Regions from separate parts of the Ovis aries genome. Here region 1 is linked to region 2. A link is a contact called in public Hi-C data. All regions are on one chromosome and are shown on one strand. The core of a region is the stretch at or near the end of the contact, and the rest is flanking DNA. Distances in the headings are between cores, read along the strand shown.

The links. Hi-C and Micro-C count contacts between places; a contact is called where the count stands out from the background.
Region 1: a Hi-C map of hypothalamus shows a contact between it and region 2, with 4 times the contacts expected there. The contact joins the promoter of EMC7 here to the promoter of LPCAT4 in region 2. A contact is called at or near these places in 4 of 16 Hi-C or Micro-C datasets (blood, hypothalamus and tail adipose tissue).

Annotation. Positions count from the first base shown.
Region 1 is chr7:26,690,134-26,695,012 of ARS-UI_Ramb_v3.0, forward strand. It overlaps EMC7 (ER membrane protein complex subunit 7), which reads left to right and starts at 1,919. Exons shown (of 5, transcript XM_004010419.6): 1 at 1,919-2,185. The coding sequence starts at 1,953.
Region 2 is chr7:26,465,650-26,470,266 of ARS-UI_Ramb_v3.0, forward strand. LPCAT4 (lysophosphatidylcholine acyltransferase 4) reads left to right here and starts at 2,084. Exons shown (of 14, transcript XM_027971651.2): 1 at 2,084-2,292; 2 at 3,542-3,684; 3 at 4,018-4,238; 4 at 4,510-4,617. The coding sequence starts at 2,179.

The DNA of each region.
Region 1 (4,879 bases), core at 669-3,168, 220 kb after region 2:
GATCTTTTCCAGTCCTGTGGCCACTGCTGAATTTTCCAAATTTGCTGGCATATTGAGTGCAGCACTTTCACAGCATCATCTTTCAGGATTTGAAATAGCTCAACTGGAATTCCATCACCTCCACTAGCTTTTTTCCTAGTGATGCTTTCTAAGGCTAATGTGACTTGACTTCACATTCCAGGATGTCTGGCTCTAGGTGAGTGATCACAACATGGTGATTATCTGGGTCGTGAAGATCTTTTTTGTACAGTTCTTCTGTGTATTCTTGCCACCTGACCTGCCTCTTGAGAAACCTATATGCAGGTCAGGAAGCAACAGTTAGAACTGGACACGGAACAACAGACTGGTTCCAAATAGGAAAAGGAGTACGTCAAGGCTGTATATTGTCACCCTGCTTATTTAACTTCTATGCAGAGTACATCATGAGAAATGCTGGGCTGGAAGAAGCACAAGCTGGAATCAAGATTGCCGGGAGAAATATCAATCACCTCAGATATGCAGATGACACCACCCTTATGGCAGAAGTGAAGAGGAACTATAAAGCCTCTTGATGAAAGTGAAAGAGGAGAGTGAAAAAGTTGGCTTAAAGCTCAACATTCAGAAAACAAAGATCATGGCATCCGGTCCCATCACTTCATGGGAAATAGATGGGGAAACAGTGGAAACAGTGGCTGACTTTTTATTTTTTGGGGCTCCAAAATCACTGCAGATGGTGATTGCAGCCATGAAATTAAAAGACGCTTACTCCTTGGAAGAAAAGTTATGACCAACCTAGATAGCATATTCAAAAGCAGAGACATTACTTTGCCGACTAAGGTCTGTCTAGTCAAGGCTACGGTTTTTCCAGTGGTCATGTATGGATGTGAGAGTTGGGCTGTAAAGAAAGCTGAGTGCCAAAGAATTAATGCTTTTGAACTGTGGTGTTGAAGAAGACGCTTGAGAGTCCCTTGGACTCCAAGGTGATCCAACAAGTCCATCCTAAAGGAGATCAGTCCTGGGTGTTCTTTGGAAGGAATGATGCTGAAGCTGAAACTCCAATACTTTGGCCATCTCACGCGAAGAGTTGACTCATTGGAAAAGACCCTGATGCTGGGAGGGCTTGGGGGCGGGAGGAGAAGGGGACGACAGAGGATGAGATGGCTGGATGGCATTGACAAAACTCAATGCACATGAGTTTGGGTAAACTCCGGGAGTTGGTGATGGACAGGGAGGCCTGGCGTGCTGCGATTCATGGGGTCGCAAACAGTCGGACACGACTGAGTGACTGAACTGAACTGAAACATACAAACGGGTGCCTTTCATCTTGCACGTTTTGCGGAATCTCTCAGGGCTTTTTAAACGCTCTGTTCTGGACTTGTTTCTATCTAAATCAGAACCTCATTTGCAGACACTATTTAAGATCCTCATCTCTCTGTCTGAATTTTTTTTTTCAGGTCGCGCTGGTGATTTAGGGAAAAAAAGTTCGCCTGCCAATGCATGGGGCATAAGAGATGAGGGTCGATCCCTGGGTTGGGAAGATCCCCAGAAGGAGGGCATGGCAACCTACTCCCCCTCTTTCCTGGAGAATTCCATGGACAGAGGAGCTTGGAGGGCTACAGTCATAGGGTCTCAAACAGTCGGATACGACTGAATGGACTTAACAGGGAACACACACTTAAGATCCTCGTCGCTCTCAGTGCGGACCACAACATCTCACACTTCACTTTCGCTTTGTGGGCAGCTGCCTTAAGTGGCGCACCTCACAGCGCCCTCCATTCTCTAGCGCGCGGGCGTCGCCGCAACACTCGCATCTCGCTGGTGGACTGGCCCAGACTCCTGCGCTGCGGTTTGAGCCCATAGCGGGCGCCCGAACCCGACGCGCAGAGATGACGACATCAGCTCGCGGCTGCGGCGACTGCGAGAGACGGGGAGGGTTTCCGGGGCTACCGGCCTGACCGCCGAGAGCTGCTGTCATGGCGGCCACGCTATGGGCCTTCTTTTCCGTCCTCCTGCTGCTACTATCAAGGGATGCCCAGAGCTCGGACGTGTCTGGGTCTACCTCTGACGGGTCAGGAGGGAGTGGGGTCGGCATTGGAGATCGCTTCAAGATTGAGGGGCGTGCGGTTGTCCCTGGAGTGAAACCCCAGGACTGGATCTCGGCGGCCCGAGTGCTGGTAGACGGAGAAGAGCACGTCGGCTTTCTGAAGTGAGCATCCTGAGGGCAGCGCGAAAGCAGCTGGGATGGAAGCTGAAAGGGGATTCTCCCTGGGGGCGCTAGGTGTCAAAACCGGACGACGTCGCTGTCCGAGGGTGAAAGGGCGAGCACCGTTAGCGGTCTGTGCCGGGGGTACCTTGTCAGGCAGTCTGACGTTTTCCCCTTCCCGATCCTGCACCACAGAAATGAGGATGGCAGGTGCTCGTCCCAGGGCCAGAGCGGCGGAGTCAGTTATCTTTAACTCCCTTTTAGCCCTGGATGGGGACGACCACTTCTGGGCCCTGGGGATAGGTGGACCCCTTTATTTGTCTTTTGATGAATCTTTCCTTTGCATCTCATCTGGTTTCCCCGGAATTTGGCCTCTTTTTGCACTTCATTTCAGTCTTTTGGTAGCTTCATGTTGTGTAGAATGATGCTAAGCAAGTGGGAATTCTCAAAGCCCACAGGGCTTCTAGTGATGACACAGACTGGAGGCTAATGTTGCTACTTCTAAAATTAATGGGCCCTGAAGTCCCTAATCAAAGCACCTTTTTTGCCTGGAAGTGGGATTGTTGTTCTTTTTTACACTTGACGTTATCGAGGGATTTGCAACATCGCTGTTGTCATTTATGTAAGACTCTACAGTGTTTATGCACTTCTGTCTGGCAATGAGTAGAAATAGGATTTGAGCCTATATTTAAAAGACGTGGTGAATTTATTAGCACTGTAGTTCTGTGTCAGCTTGCTTTTCAGATGACTAGGTATAGTGTAATATGATATTTTAAATCTTTTCAATTGCTGCTTGGAAAGTGAAACTTTGAACTGAAAGTATCTGGTAAAGGAAGTGTTCCTCTGATGGGTTTGTATACTGACAAGTGGTATCTGAAAACAAGACAATTTAATTCTAAATCTGTTTTGTAAACATTCAGAGTCTCCGGGTGCCTTTGAATGAGAATTTCAAACTCAGATTAATAAATAATGAAGAGAAGCTTACTATCATTTTTAAAGTGCTGTTTATCATTAAAAATCTGGCATTAGGCCATTCTTGAAGTTTCACCCTAATAAATGATCTTTTAATAATAAAACTCTCATTAAGCTGTAGAAAATTAGCCGTGATTAACCATTTGATCTCTCTTCTGCCATATACAGTTTTTAAAATAAGCATTATTTTTATTGAAAATAATTTGTGCTTTGTTTATTGAAGAAAATATAAACAGAATAGAGATAGCAAGCCTTAACATTTTATTGTATCTTTTTGGAATTATATGACATTTTTAATACTAATATACAATATACAGTGCTTTATGACTTGATTTTTTTTCATTTATTATTTTGTGAGCAGCTTCTGGTGCCCTTTCGTGTTCTTTCATTTATATGTAGAAAGGTTGAGAATTAATATGAGGGGCTTATTGTGATAACCATTTTGGAAGAGGGATAGATAATTTGTCCTGTACCTGTTATACATAACTAGCATGCAATTTTGACTGTGTTTATGCTTGTTGGAGGTGACTTGAGACTTTACTAAATGAAGATTAGGGGAGTTTCAGCTGAAGACTGCACATGCCACTTCTTGCTCTCATCACTGTGTGTGTGAACTTAATTTATCTTGTCCTCTGTTTGGGGGCATTTAGATAGTTTTCAGCTTTTTGAAATTATGTGCTATGCTTTATGTAAGATTATATACTTAACTTTTTTGAACTGTTTATTATGGAAAACTTCAGACATATGCTAAAGTAGAATAACTTAGGAACACATCACAGTTTACTGTTTGATTTCATTTCTGCTATCTGCCCCTCTTTACTTTCTTTCTGGAATATTTTAATGTGATCTTAAACATAATATAATTTCACTTATAAAAACACTGTGATGTATCTCTGAAAGATAAGGGTTAAAAAAACCCCACAGTACCGTTATTTGTTTCACAAAATAAATAATAATAATGTAATTTAGTACCCAGTCCATTTTTATGTTTCCCCACTTACTTCAGAAATACTTTATTGTGCTTGTTCTTTCACATCAAGAATCCAGCAAGGTCTGTGTATTGCAGAATACATTTTAAATACCAGGTTTTAAGTTTTCATTGTAAAATGTGTATGTTATCTTTTAAAGTAAACTGTTTACCCTAGGATGAAAAATATATTTGCTTTTAGTTTATGCCATTAGTTCTGCTATTATTTGTGTTGCACAGGAATTAATTGAATTCTCTTTTTTTCTGGACCTAGAAAAAAGTTTTGAAATTCATTCAGTTAGGGTCCCGTCAAGAAACTGAAAAATTAGAGTAATTCAAGGAAAGTTTAATGAAAGGATTAACCAGGGTAGTCATGGTGTAAGGAAACAATCAGATTAAGCAGTACTCCAAAGTTCACAACTTCAAGGCTATTGTCACCTCTAAGCCTGAATGGAGGCTAGGAAATAAAGGTTACTGGAATCTAGAAAAGAGGAAAGAACGGCCTAGAGAGGAGCTGGGTCCCTTGCCAAAGCCAGTTAGGGGACCTTGCATGGAAAGAGCTGGGAGGAGAGTATACTAAGCTCGTTTTCTTCCCTTTCCTGCTGTTGGGAGAGGAGAAGGGTGGAGAATGATCTAAGGGAAAATAGAAGACATCCAGTCCAGAATAAGTTAACTTGATGTTTATATTTTAACTCTGTTTCAGTTTAGTGTGTACTTTGAAATAGTATGGAACTCTTACTTTTTAGTAAACATGGTTG
Region 2 (4,617 bases), core at 834-3,333:
CTGATGCTTTTGAACTGTGGTGTTGAAGACTCTTGAGAGTCCCTTGGACTACAAGGAGGTCCAACCAGTCCGTTCTGAAGGAGATCAGTCCTGGGTGTTCTTCGGAAGGAATGATGCTAAAGCTGAAACTCCAGTACTTTGGCCACCTCATGTGAAGAGTTGACTCATTGGAAAAGACTGTGATGCTGGGAGGGATTGGGGTCAGGAGGTGAAGGGGATGACAGAGGATGAGATGGCTGGGTGGCATCACCGACTCGATGGACATGAGTCTGAGTGAACTCCGGGAGTTGGTGATGGACAGGGAGGCCTGCCATGCTGCAATTCATGGGGTTAGAGTCGGACACGACTGAGCAACTGAACTGAACTGAACTGAACTGAGGATATCCTTTCATTTCTCTGAGAATGCTGGCTGCTCTCCTAAGTGGTGACTCAAAAACATGCACAACATGAGAATTGAGAGTTAAGTTTTATATGAGGAAAAATCAGGACCATAGCCCAGGATACAGCACCTCAGATAGCTCTGAGAAACTGCTCCAAAGAGGCAGCGGAAGGAGGTGATTGTATATGATTCTGGTGAAAGGGGAGTTCAATGCAATCAAGCACTTAACTTACAAAAGATATTCTGCTAGGAGCTGATGTCACTCTGAAGGATTTAGTGCTTTTCTAGATATAAGAAGATGCAAGGATTAAGATCATAAGATAAGTTCCTGAAAATATCAACCTATCTAAAAACCTGCTCCACCAGTTTCCCTGGAGCACACACTGCCTCACTTTCCACCCTTAACTCCATCCAGGGTGTGCTGAAGGTCAGCTGCCACAGAAGCACAAGATTTAATATCGACAAACGCAGGAGGCAAATACCGTTGGCAAGCGCCAATTTGTAGTTGACATAAGAACAGAGGCAGGAATGTAAGTGGGTAGATTATGGGGCAAGAAGGGAGGGAAGGGGGTCTAGCTAGAAGTGAGTCCTAGCTTTTGCCTGGTCTCCTTTCCAGTAAAAGATTAATATTACTCAATGACCCAATAGCCCATTGACCTGCCATTGTTTCCATTACCCTCAAGATACGGTGACTGACAAAGATGAAGGAGAGAGCCCTAAAGCAGGGTGAACTGAAGGCAAATTCTTTCCAAAAGCAATGAGGCTTTTATTTCCTTTTTGTCACAAGAATTATCTTTCTGATTGTGTCACTGGGTGTGGATCTCAGAGTCTACCCAATTCCCTGATCTCACCACAACCTGACGACAACGGTTTATGAGTTTTCCAGGGTAGTTTGGGAATGAAGGGTATTCCTTTGTCCTCTCAAGCAGTGGAGAGAGGAAAAGAGAGAAATAGAAAGACAGGAAAAAGAGACACGTATCCCAGCTTTCCAGGTTCTCACTGCCCGTCCCTAGCCAGCTCTAGTTGGGCTCTTATAAGTTTGTGACCCGAGTCTGCATGGCTCAAGGAGTCCTTACAACCGACAGGCAGCCCTGCCTAACGAAGGTAGTACGCGGACGCCGAGCTGTGAGACACAAGGCGGTCGCCAGAGGGCGCGAGCGTCCAAGTTCACGCGCGATGGCGTCGACACGACCAGGAAGGAAAGGTGGTCGGCCTCCGAGAGATGGATGGGGCTCGGGAGTCACCGGGACAGCTCGGGCCAGCGTCGCCCGGGAGCTGCGGGCCTCCGCGCACTGAGCGCCCACCGTTCCTTGCTCATCCGCCGGAGGGCCCCACCCTATCTGCGCTTGCAGGGTGACCTCCACGCCCGGGCGGGGTCGTAGGGCGTTCTTCGCTTCGCTCGCTCCCCGCGGCCCTAAACCCGCTCCGAGCCGGAGGCCTGCGGGGAGGCGGAGGCCGAATCTTCCCAGAGGAACTCCCAGAGGGCCAGGCCAGGGAACAACCTGCAGGCGGACATTGCGCTCCCGCAACCCGCAGCCTCGTAACAATGGCCCGAGGGGCTGCGGCCGCGGCTGCGGTCGCGGAGGAGCCGGAGCACCCGGGCGCTGGAAGCCCCGCCCCTCGGCCGGCTCCCTGACAACGCGGGCCCGGCAGCGCCGCCTGCTCCCCGCCCCTCGGCGCCCCGCACCAGGCGGGGCCGCGGCCAGAGCGCCACCGCCGCTGCAGGCGCAGCCGCTGCTCTGCAAAGAGGGGCCCGGGGCCGGGCCGGGGCGCCCGCCCTCCCACCTTCTCCCGCCGCTATGAGCCAGGGAAGTCCGGGGGACTGGGCCCCCCTCGACCCTACCCCCGGACCCCCAGCGCCCCCCAACCCTTTCGTGCACGAGTTACATCTCTCCCGCCTCCAGAGGGTTAAGGTAAGGTGTGGGCGGGGGGCGCCCGGAGGACTCGCGCGGATAGAAAAAGGAGGCCTTTAGAGCCTTGACGCAGATGGGGATGGAGATCCAGGAAGGAGGTTGGTGAGAGGCTAGCCGGGCGGGGAGTCCGGGGTTCGCACGTGGGGGGCGGCGGGGGTGGTCAAGGAGTCCTGGAGAGGACGCGGGCTTGGGCGATAGGCAGGCTGAAGGTGTGTGAGAATTGACTAGGTGAGCCTGGAGAACTGCAGGGGACCCAGCGGTGGGCGAGATGGAGAACCCTGGAGACTGCGGATTACATCCTGCGGATGCAGATGGGCTAGAATGGAGTTGGAGGCTACGAAGAGCGGGGGTGGGGGCAGAGGCGTGCTGAGTGCTTTTCCGAGGCTCTGACATGGAAGAGCTTGCTGGGCCCGGAGCCTGCACCCCCTGCGCCCTTCCAGCAACCCCACTTTGCACTACCCTCTCCTCCACGCGCATTGCAGCACCTCATGGTGGGGGCGGGGAGGGAAGTAAAGAAGGGGGTTGGCTACAGGAAGTGGAGGGCCGCAGGGGCCTGGGGGAGCTGCGGAATGGTGTGAGAAGGGAGTGTCCAAGGTTTCTTTTGCTTTCATCTCCCCTGAGGTCGGCTCCTGGAACTCGGTTTGTTTACCTGCACGTTCCCCAGGGCAGCCCCTGAAGTCACCCTGGCAACCCCTGCCGTGTGGAGTAAGGCCGAACTCTTTTTCTCCCCCAAGTTCTTAGAACTGGGGGCGTGCTGCTGGGCAGAACTAGAGACTGGCCTGGGTCTGAAAAGTGGACCTCTCTGTTTTCTGGCCTCTACCTCCCAGGCCCACAATGAAAAGGACTATGCACCTGGTTTCTGCTGGACGTGGGATCTATTTATGGAAGAGAGTGGGGGGAGGAGGAACTATCTCTAGCCTACTCTACACCAAACACAGTGCTGGGCGCTTTCACACTGGTTATCCTTGAATCCTCTTAACAGCCTTTTAATTTTGTAGATGTGGTGGGGACCAACTGAAAGACACGAAAATGAGGCCACTGATCTATTAATCGTTTATCCTCTTTCCCTTATTGGTATCTTCATCCCACCTTGCGTTCCAATCCCATCTCCTGTTCCCACACTACTTATCTGCTGATCCACAGGGGTGGGGTTGATGGCCCTCTGCTCCTGGGTCCATCCTTGTTGGGGGGGAAGCCTGTAAGGAGCATCTCACAGCCCTGAAGTGGCCTTTTCTCCCACCCTCTGCAGTTCTGCCTCCTGGGGGCACTGCTGGCCCCCATCCGAGTGCTGCTGGCCTTTATCGTCCTCTTCCTCCTCTGGCCCTTTGCCTGGCTGCAAGTAGCTGGTCTTACTGAGGAGCAGCTTCAGGAGCCAATTACCGGATGGAGGAAGTAAGTGGGGCATCAGCCCCCAAAGACCCAATTTCTGCTTTCTCTTCCCTGCTATCCATCTGCTCCCTCTTTGAGAACAGGATGAGGGAGGGTTCTGAAATTCTCCTACCCAGGCTGGGTAGGTGAGATGAATCAGCCAAGCTCAAACCCTGGTACCCCGGACCTTAACTCTAAACGATGCACCCGGATATGTCCCAGACTAACCGAGACTTTAGCCTCTTGGCCAGGTAACAGAGGGCAAAAGAAGGGCACCTGCTTTCCTGGGTGTCTGAGCTTGGGGCTGAGTGAAGGTCAGGATAGCTGCCTCCACTGATGCCCAGCTTTGCCCTGCAGGACTGTGTGCCATCATGGGGTGCTGGGCCTCAGCCGCCTGCTCTTTTTCCTGCTGGGTTTCCTCCGGATTCGCGTTCGGGGCCAGCGGGCCTCTCGCCTTCAAGCGCCTGTCCTGGTTGCCGCCCCTCACTCTACTTTTTTTGACCCCATTGTTCTGCTGCCCTGTGACCTGCCCAAGGTTGTGTCTCGAGCTGAGAACCTTTCCGTTCCCGTCATTGGAGGTGAGAAATTAAGAGGAGTGAAGGGGAGAGATGGCTACTCTGGGCAAAAAAAGACAGGAGTCAGAGACTCTGGAGAGAACTGGTCCCAGATAGAGAAGGGAGAAGTTAGAAGCCATATCGACTGATACTGGCAAATGAAATGCAAATTAATACTATTTGTGAAGCAGCCTTTTAGATTCTGAGCTCTGTGCTTAGAAGGGAGCAGGAAGCTCCGGTGTTAGTGCCCCTGGGGAAGAACCAAGTGACCCCTTGTATTCTGTCTTTACCCCAGCCCTTCTTCGCTTCAACCAAGCCATCCTGGTGTCCAGGCATGACCCCGCCTCCCGGCGTAGAGTGGTGGAAGAGGTCCGGAGGCGGGCTACCTCCGGAGGCAAGTGGC